2 separate regions of the Mus musculus genome follow, and region 1 is linked to region 2. The links are chromatin contacts, called in public Hi-C maps. All regions are on one chromosome and are shown on one strand. Each heading gives the region's core, a stretch centred on a gene start, on an enhancer-like site or on the middle of the called end of the contact. The rest is flanking DNA. Distances are from core to core; before and after follow the strand shown.

Region 1 (3,502 bases), core at 294-2,793, 76 kb after region 2:
CCACCCCCAAATACTCTCATAATTAATGATGGCAATCAATACTCACAGACTGCAATCAGTAACTTCATCAAAAAAAAATATATCATGACCTCTGCCTGTCGCTATTCTCTTCTTTCTAAAATAATTCATTTCCAGCTTGAACTTCATGGCGACTTTGACTACCTCTGTTACTGAAGCCTTCAACATTGATACCGTACGTCTAATCTATAGATTCCTGCTGTTGATACAGTCTTTAATGTCTCTTCTATCAATCTCATTCTAGGATCTCCTTGATATTGGCTAGGTCCTTGACACTTCTTCCAAATTAATAGCCAACTCCCAGTCTCTTGCCTTCTCTTCTCCACACATTCAGGAATTTAACAGAAAACTCAGCATAATTCCAATTTTGGTGCCAACCAATTGAACACAAGGTCCTTTTGCTCTGTCTAAATAGGAATAGTGGATATGTAGGAACTGCCAGCAATCCCAGGCTTACAATGCCCAAGGTCTAAGCACAGGACTTGTAGAGTCACAAGCTCAAAGTTCTAATCTATGAGTTAGGAACCCCTTTGCTCTAGATTTTAAAAGCCAGAGACTAATGGTTCATGACACTTATATTGGGAGCTCCCAGACTGGGCTTGAACCATGGGCAGTCCTAGCATGTAGAAGGCATTGCAATTCCAGGTTTCTAGCAGTAGTGAGGAGCTGCAGCAGGTCCCAGCAACCAAGAGCAGGCAGTGGCTGCTTGTTTCACAACTCTTAAATAGACCTTGCATGCTGACAGACTCTTGGACCACTCAGCTCCACGGTATAAATGTTAAGCTTCCAGTGGGCACTGTTTCAGCCCTTGGACATGAGATATCTGAGAGCCTTGTTCTTTAAAGTCCTGGCAGCTTCCTGGAACTCTTTCCATCACCAGACTCTGTAGTTTCTCATAGCTGGGCATAATCCTCTGGCTTTCTACTGTCTGTGTTGGATGTCATTTTTGCCCTGGTCCCTCCCTCAAGGTCTTCAGATGCCCTCCCTTTACTAGTACCAGCAAAGCTGATTCTACCTCCACCATGCTACCGTTCTAAAGCCACTCCATCATTTTATCTTTGTCACCGACTCACCCCCACTCTACTAATCACAAATACCAAAGCAGGAAACAAAGGATCATGGAGACAGCATCGCTTTGCTTCTACTAAATGCCCTAATTTCACCCCACACCTCTTTCATGTTATCTCACAGCTTTGAGTCTTCTCCATCTTAGTGTGTGAGGTCCAATTTAAAAGAGACAATAAATGTCCATTTTTTTTCAAGTAAGTGGGCTCCTATCTATTCCTTAAAGCAAAGTTTGAAGTTTCCCTCCTATGAGCATGGCACTCCAGAGTGGCTTTTAAAAGGAGGATTGGGAGACTTACTCAGCGGATAAGAACTTTGCAGGGAAGGCAATGAGAGGGAAGCCTCACGCTAAAGTTGCAAATACCCCAGCTGTGAATGTGATCAAACACAGCCGCCTGAACTGGCTCTAAATGCTATGAGGTTTTACATAATTTCTTATCTTTTGTAGCTCAACTACAAAGTTCTCAAATGTGAACTCAAATGGTACTGTTGACTCCCAGGGTTAAAGGTTGAGCATGCCTGACAGAGTCCATAAAGGACGTTGGCTTTAATTCTTCCTTTCCTTTCCTTTCCTTTCACACATATTTACACGCTATGAAAGCATATTAGCTGTTCCATGATGGCCCAGAAACTCAGTCTCAGGCTTTTGAAGTTCACCATTGACCATAAGTATATCTACCTGTTGGGAAATTGCTGGGTTCTGTTGCCTATGAAGATATTTTAGACAAGAAAGGAGTCAAAAAGTCAAACTACGCCTGGCATGTATCTAGGTGAAAGTAGATAAGCATCACACAAACAGGCCATTGTGTCTTCTACAGTCCCAATATTTCTTAAAAACTAGGTATTTATATTATAAAACAAGCCTTAAAAGGCCAGTTTCTCGGTGTTAAAAACTGATAAAAATTCACATTTTGCTGTTTTCTTTGGTGTGTGTGTGCAGTTTTTGTTTGTCTTAAAAGAAATATTTTCCTATCTTAGTAAAAATTTTATGTCAAATATCAATATCCGAAGGTCAGTATTCCTACTTAGGTAATGCTCTACTCATATTTTCAGCATAATATCCCTTCATGAATTGAATTGGGAGGCATGTTGCTCTCTAAAAGGTAGTAGAGGCGTCATCACTGTGGATATTCATCCTTCTTTGAGAGCTGATGTAGGTCATCTTGATAACTGCACTGTCTGCATCTCTCGCTGGAGTAGCTATGACATTTATTCAGCTTTCAAAGACTGTTTTGATGTCACACTTTTCTCTAACAATTCTAAATTTCACCACAAACCCATCTGCACAGTGAAAAGGCTGTCGAGAGGCTGATGCGTTCGAATTTCTGGGCTTGATTACACTTGTGCAGTACCACTTCGCTAAAGCTATTTTAAGCATCCTCTTAGGTTACAGTAAGTTACATTGTAAATCTAATTACTCTTAGCCACAGTGAAGAAAGCACCTGAGAATGTTTCTCTGTAATCTACTTAAGGAATGATGCTACTGTTTTCCTTAAAGCACTCACTAACATTGTTAATACATGACTATCTATATCTCTAATTCCATATTTTTCAGTACACACACATGCACACATACATGTACACATGCATATACACACATACATATGTATAAACACATACATACACAAACATATCCATAGACATACACACACTCACACATGTGCACACACACACACACACACACACACACACACACACACGAGTCACATGGATATGTTATAGCCATAATACCTCTCACAGTGTCCAGAATTTCAATGGTGAAAAAGGAACAAAGGGCGTAAACAGAAATAAGTTGACACATATTTAAATAATTTTAACCTCCAGCAGAAAACTAGCACGCACTCATAGAGACTCAGAGTCATGGTACAGTGAAGCTCAGGTTTCCTATTCAATTAGAATAAATTTAATGCCAGGTTTGATATTTAAAGTTCTTTGACAAAAAAAAAAAAAGGTAGATTGAACTTTCTAGCCCTCTGTTTCCTCATCTGTATGATGTGAATAATTACATTGCTATAAATAAAGGTATTGCACACAAGAGCATGCAGCATGGCCTATGGCAGGGAGCAGGATCTACAGAAGAGAGGCAACATCACTCATTTATATGTATGTCACATTCTAGTGAATTATATTAATCTATGTTATCCATTGAAAACTTGACAATGCAAACCTATTTTGAACATATATGGGCACTGATGACTCATCAATAATTCACAATAGCTAAATAAATCTCTTAACTTCTTCGTGCCTATTTTTCCAATTATTACCAGCTCTCACCACAAATTCCTTTCAATTAAATTCTGGCATCCTTTACTGTGCCCATTGTGTCCACATCATTCAAAGCATGCTGGGAGCTGTCTGATTCGATCCCTGTAACCACAGCCCTAATTCACTGATGTGCCAGTTCTCTGAAGCACACTCC
Region 2 (3,218 bases), core at 550-3,049:
CTTCCATACTGAATCACAAAGCACAAAGGGGGTGTGCGGATTCTATTCATGAGCTATGAAAAACAATTTTGCCTTCATCTACTGTTTCATGTTTTAAATTCTTTTGAAGATGATTTAGTTACACGGCAACTGTATTGGACTGTATAGGTGCTGACACAGAAAGGGAAGTTTCCAGTTGCATTTTAAGAAACTAGAGGACTATTCAGGATTGTATGCAATTGTGGTAGTATTTGAAGATTTGAAAAACGTTTTAAGATTATAAACATCATGAAACATGGATTATTCTGTTTTCACCATTGGATTCTTGACATATGGGAATAAGGTTTAGCTACAAAAAAAAAGAGGACTTGTGAATGATATAAGTTAGCAAGTCTACAATGCCAGGTATCTTTAAGAAAGTTTAGGTATATTTCTGGCTCTAATTGAGCCTCTGATATTCTGTTCATTACCTCTACATCCAGAAAGTCAGACTTGAATTCAGATAAACAAAAACAGTAATACACTGAGGGAACATGTCTACCATTTAAGTATGTCTGAACACCTGTCAGAACCCATGTTGAGTCTTTCTTGGGTTGGCAACTACGGAATATTTGTTCATACATGAATAACCTTTTGTTTTTGTGGTATTGTAAAAGTCACCTTTTATGTTCACTCTTACACAATAATACACCCCCATTTGTAAAATTGGTATTGGCAAGAGGAGGGTACAGAGCCTGGAGTGGCTAAGTCTAAAGGCTAACTGTATCTAGTTCAGGCACAAAATTGATTTAATAGAGTGAGCGAGGCGATCAGTTGTCCATAAAGGTCAATAAGAAATGTTACCTCAGCTCTTCTGAAGGCCCTGATACAGTGGTAGAAAAGCAAGCATCCAAAGGTTTCAGAAAAATTAATGAATGAACAAAGAAAGGAATCAAACTCAGGGTAGAGTTTAATATCTAAGACAGGATTCCCCAGTCCAGAATCAGAAGTAAGGTTTTGGTCATGCAGGGCCGTCCTCTGTTCTTTGCCTTCTTGGTCATGCAGGGCCGTCCTCTGTCCTTTGCCTTCTTGTGCTTGTTTTGGGTTCATTAATTTAAAAACTTCTCATGGAGATTCAGGAAAAATTACATTTCACAACACAGACATAAAATATGTTAAGTACATTACAGGATAAAGAGGACTCTCTTTTCTTTCTTCATCTTCTTCCTTCCTTCCTTCTCTTCCTTCTTCTTCCTCCTCCTTCTCCTCCTCCTTCTCTTCCTCTCTCTTCTTCTCCTTGTTCTCTCCTCTCCCCCCTCTTCCCTCTCTCTCTGTTTGTACTATTAGAACCCACTTATAGTGTTTGAAGACTTCCTTCCTTCTTTTCATTTTCTATTTCTTCACACAGCCTGTAGTACATGGCATCCCAACATTTTTGCTGATATAAATACCACTTAATTCCCTGCTTTATAATGAACAAAACTGATTCTGAGTTCACGACTTGGCTGCAATCACGTACCTCTTACTGGTAGAGTTTAGGTTTCACCTCTAACTTTTTCTTCTGGATAATTTCGTGCTCTGAAATGCTATGGTAGCATGAAACAATGCTTGCTTATATTTTATAAAAGCACTCAGCCATTTCCAGAGTACTTTCCCTTTGTGGTGTGGGTCATATGACTTTTCATGAAGGAGCCAAGAGTGACATGAGTAAACATTTTTCAGACGAAGGAGTCGGGTTCTGACAGTTGTGCTTGCTTGCCTAAGAATCACATGGTCACCACACAAAGAAATAAAGATTAGAGTTCAGTCTGTGTACTTCTGATCCACAGCGCTTCAGAACACCGTGAACTCCATGATGGGGAAAAGCAAACATTACACATTTATCCAGAACTCTCTCCTTCTACCCCCACACTTAGAAGCAATGACAAGCAAGGTTGCCAGGCTAGCTTTTCTACAGCGGGTCCTGTGATCTCTGCCAGTCTTTTAACCTTTCGAAGTTCAGTTTTGCTTTTTAGAGAAGAATGACTCTGACCTTCTCATACTCATCGGCTATTTCAAACGCCACAGGATCAAAGCCTGAGGACGGATGTTACACAGTTAACATGTCTACAAATGGAATGTCTCACTGTTTTCTGCTACTTAGCTTGCAGAAAGGTGAAAGTCTTAGTGCAGTCTGTTTTGATTCCTAAGTTGAATATATATATGAATACAATGTATAGATTTAGAATAGTAGGGGGATGGATCACAACTTAACATGAAGAACTAATCAATTCGGAGAGTGCCAGTGAGGATGTTGTCCACTGGACTCATTCTTGAAGACATTTAATATGTTAAAGAACATAGGGACTATTGATCCTTTGCACACGTGTGGAAATGTTGGGTGAATACACACTGTTGTACAATAGCTGTCAAAGCAGTGTAAGAGCCCGAAACTTCTTTGAAGTGACTAAGAAAATCATAATTTAGTGAGATAGAATAGAATGAGACAACTCCAACGTGGAAAATAAGTATATTTCAGGAGAGAGATGCTGGCTTTACTAATGCCAGTTGGGATCTAACTATCTCTCAAAATTAGTTAGAAAAAGAAAAAAAATACATGGGTTTTGCTCAGATGGTGTGACTGCCTACCTGAATGTCCTTAACCATTAATGTGATGACTCTATTACTATATTGCTTTGTTTTATGCGTATTCAGGTGCAGCTGCATTTAATGTATGCCCATATCACAACACCGCTCCTGATATTTACAATGCGTTGAGATAGTGTATTACTGGGAGGAAACTTTGAAACTCCAGCAGTTCACCATTTTCAGCACTCTGCTTCTTGGCTACTTTTACTTTGATATCAGACATGGGACTCTCTGTGAAAGAGCATTAGAGAGGGGTAAGTGCTCAGCGTGGGAAGGCGGTGCTGATGGCAGCGCACTTACACAAGCTACCAGGGGTTGCTGTTGCCTTTAGCACTAGGGATTGCACAAACTCTGACAGGAGTGAGAAAGTGTGGCAGCAGGAAGTGAAAGGGAAGGCCAGCAGGATTTCCTGAAGCACTGACTGACGGGCTCCTGTTTTGAAATTGCAAGCCAAGATTCCCAGTAAGTAGCAAGGTCATAGTGAGACTCCAAGCAGAACTGAACAACCATTTGCAGAAATAGCAGCTTAGTGCCATCTGAACGAAAGTGCTTTTCTATACTTTGAAAGGATGGTCTCCCTCCTATAGCTCCTTTTACTTTAGACAACTGGATGGCTTCACGCAGGTGTCAAA

What was found. A called contact is a pair of places that touch in the nucleus more often than the background predicts.
Region 1: a contact with region 2 is called in a Hi-C map of liver, with 2.0 times the contacts expected there. The contact joins two enhancer-like sites. A contact is called at or near these places in 3 of 484 Hi-C or Micro-C datasets (liver, nephron progenitors and uterus) and 1 of 9 other capture datasets (liver).

The regions. Positions count from the first base shown.
Region 1 is chr10:125,344,973-125,348,474 of GRCm38.p6, forward strand. It overlaps a transcript of Slc16a7 not described here. Among named protein-coding and RNA genes, the nearest start is that of Slc16a7, 38 kb to the left of the region's middle. Within about 2 kb of position 1,544, at least 4 of the 459 cell types and tissues checked have an H3K27ac peak or open chromatin away from gene starts, as enhancers often do. A contact at or near this core is called in liver, where this site is marked.
Region 2 is chr10:125,268,717-125,271,934 of GRCm38.p6, forward strand. The region is part of intron 3 of Slc16a7 (solute carrier family 16 (monocarboxylic acid transporters), member 7); the gene reads right to left. Among named protein-coding and RNA genes, the nearest start is that of Slc16a7, 38 kb to the right of the region's middle. Within about 2 kb of position 1,800, at least 22 of the 459 cell types and tissues checked have an H3K27ac peak or open chromatin away from gene starts, as enhancers often do. A contact at or near this core is called in liver, where this site is marked.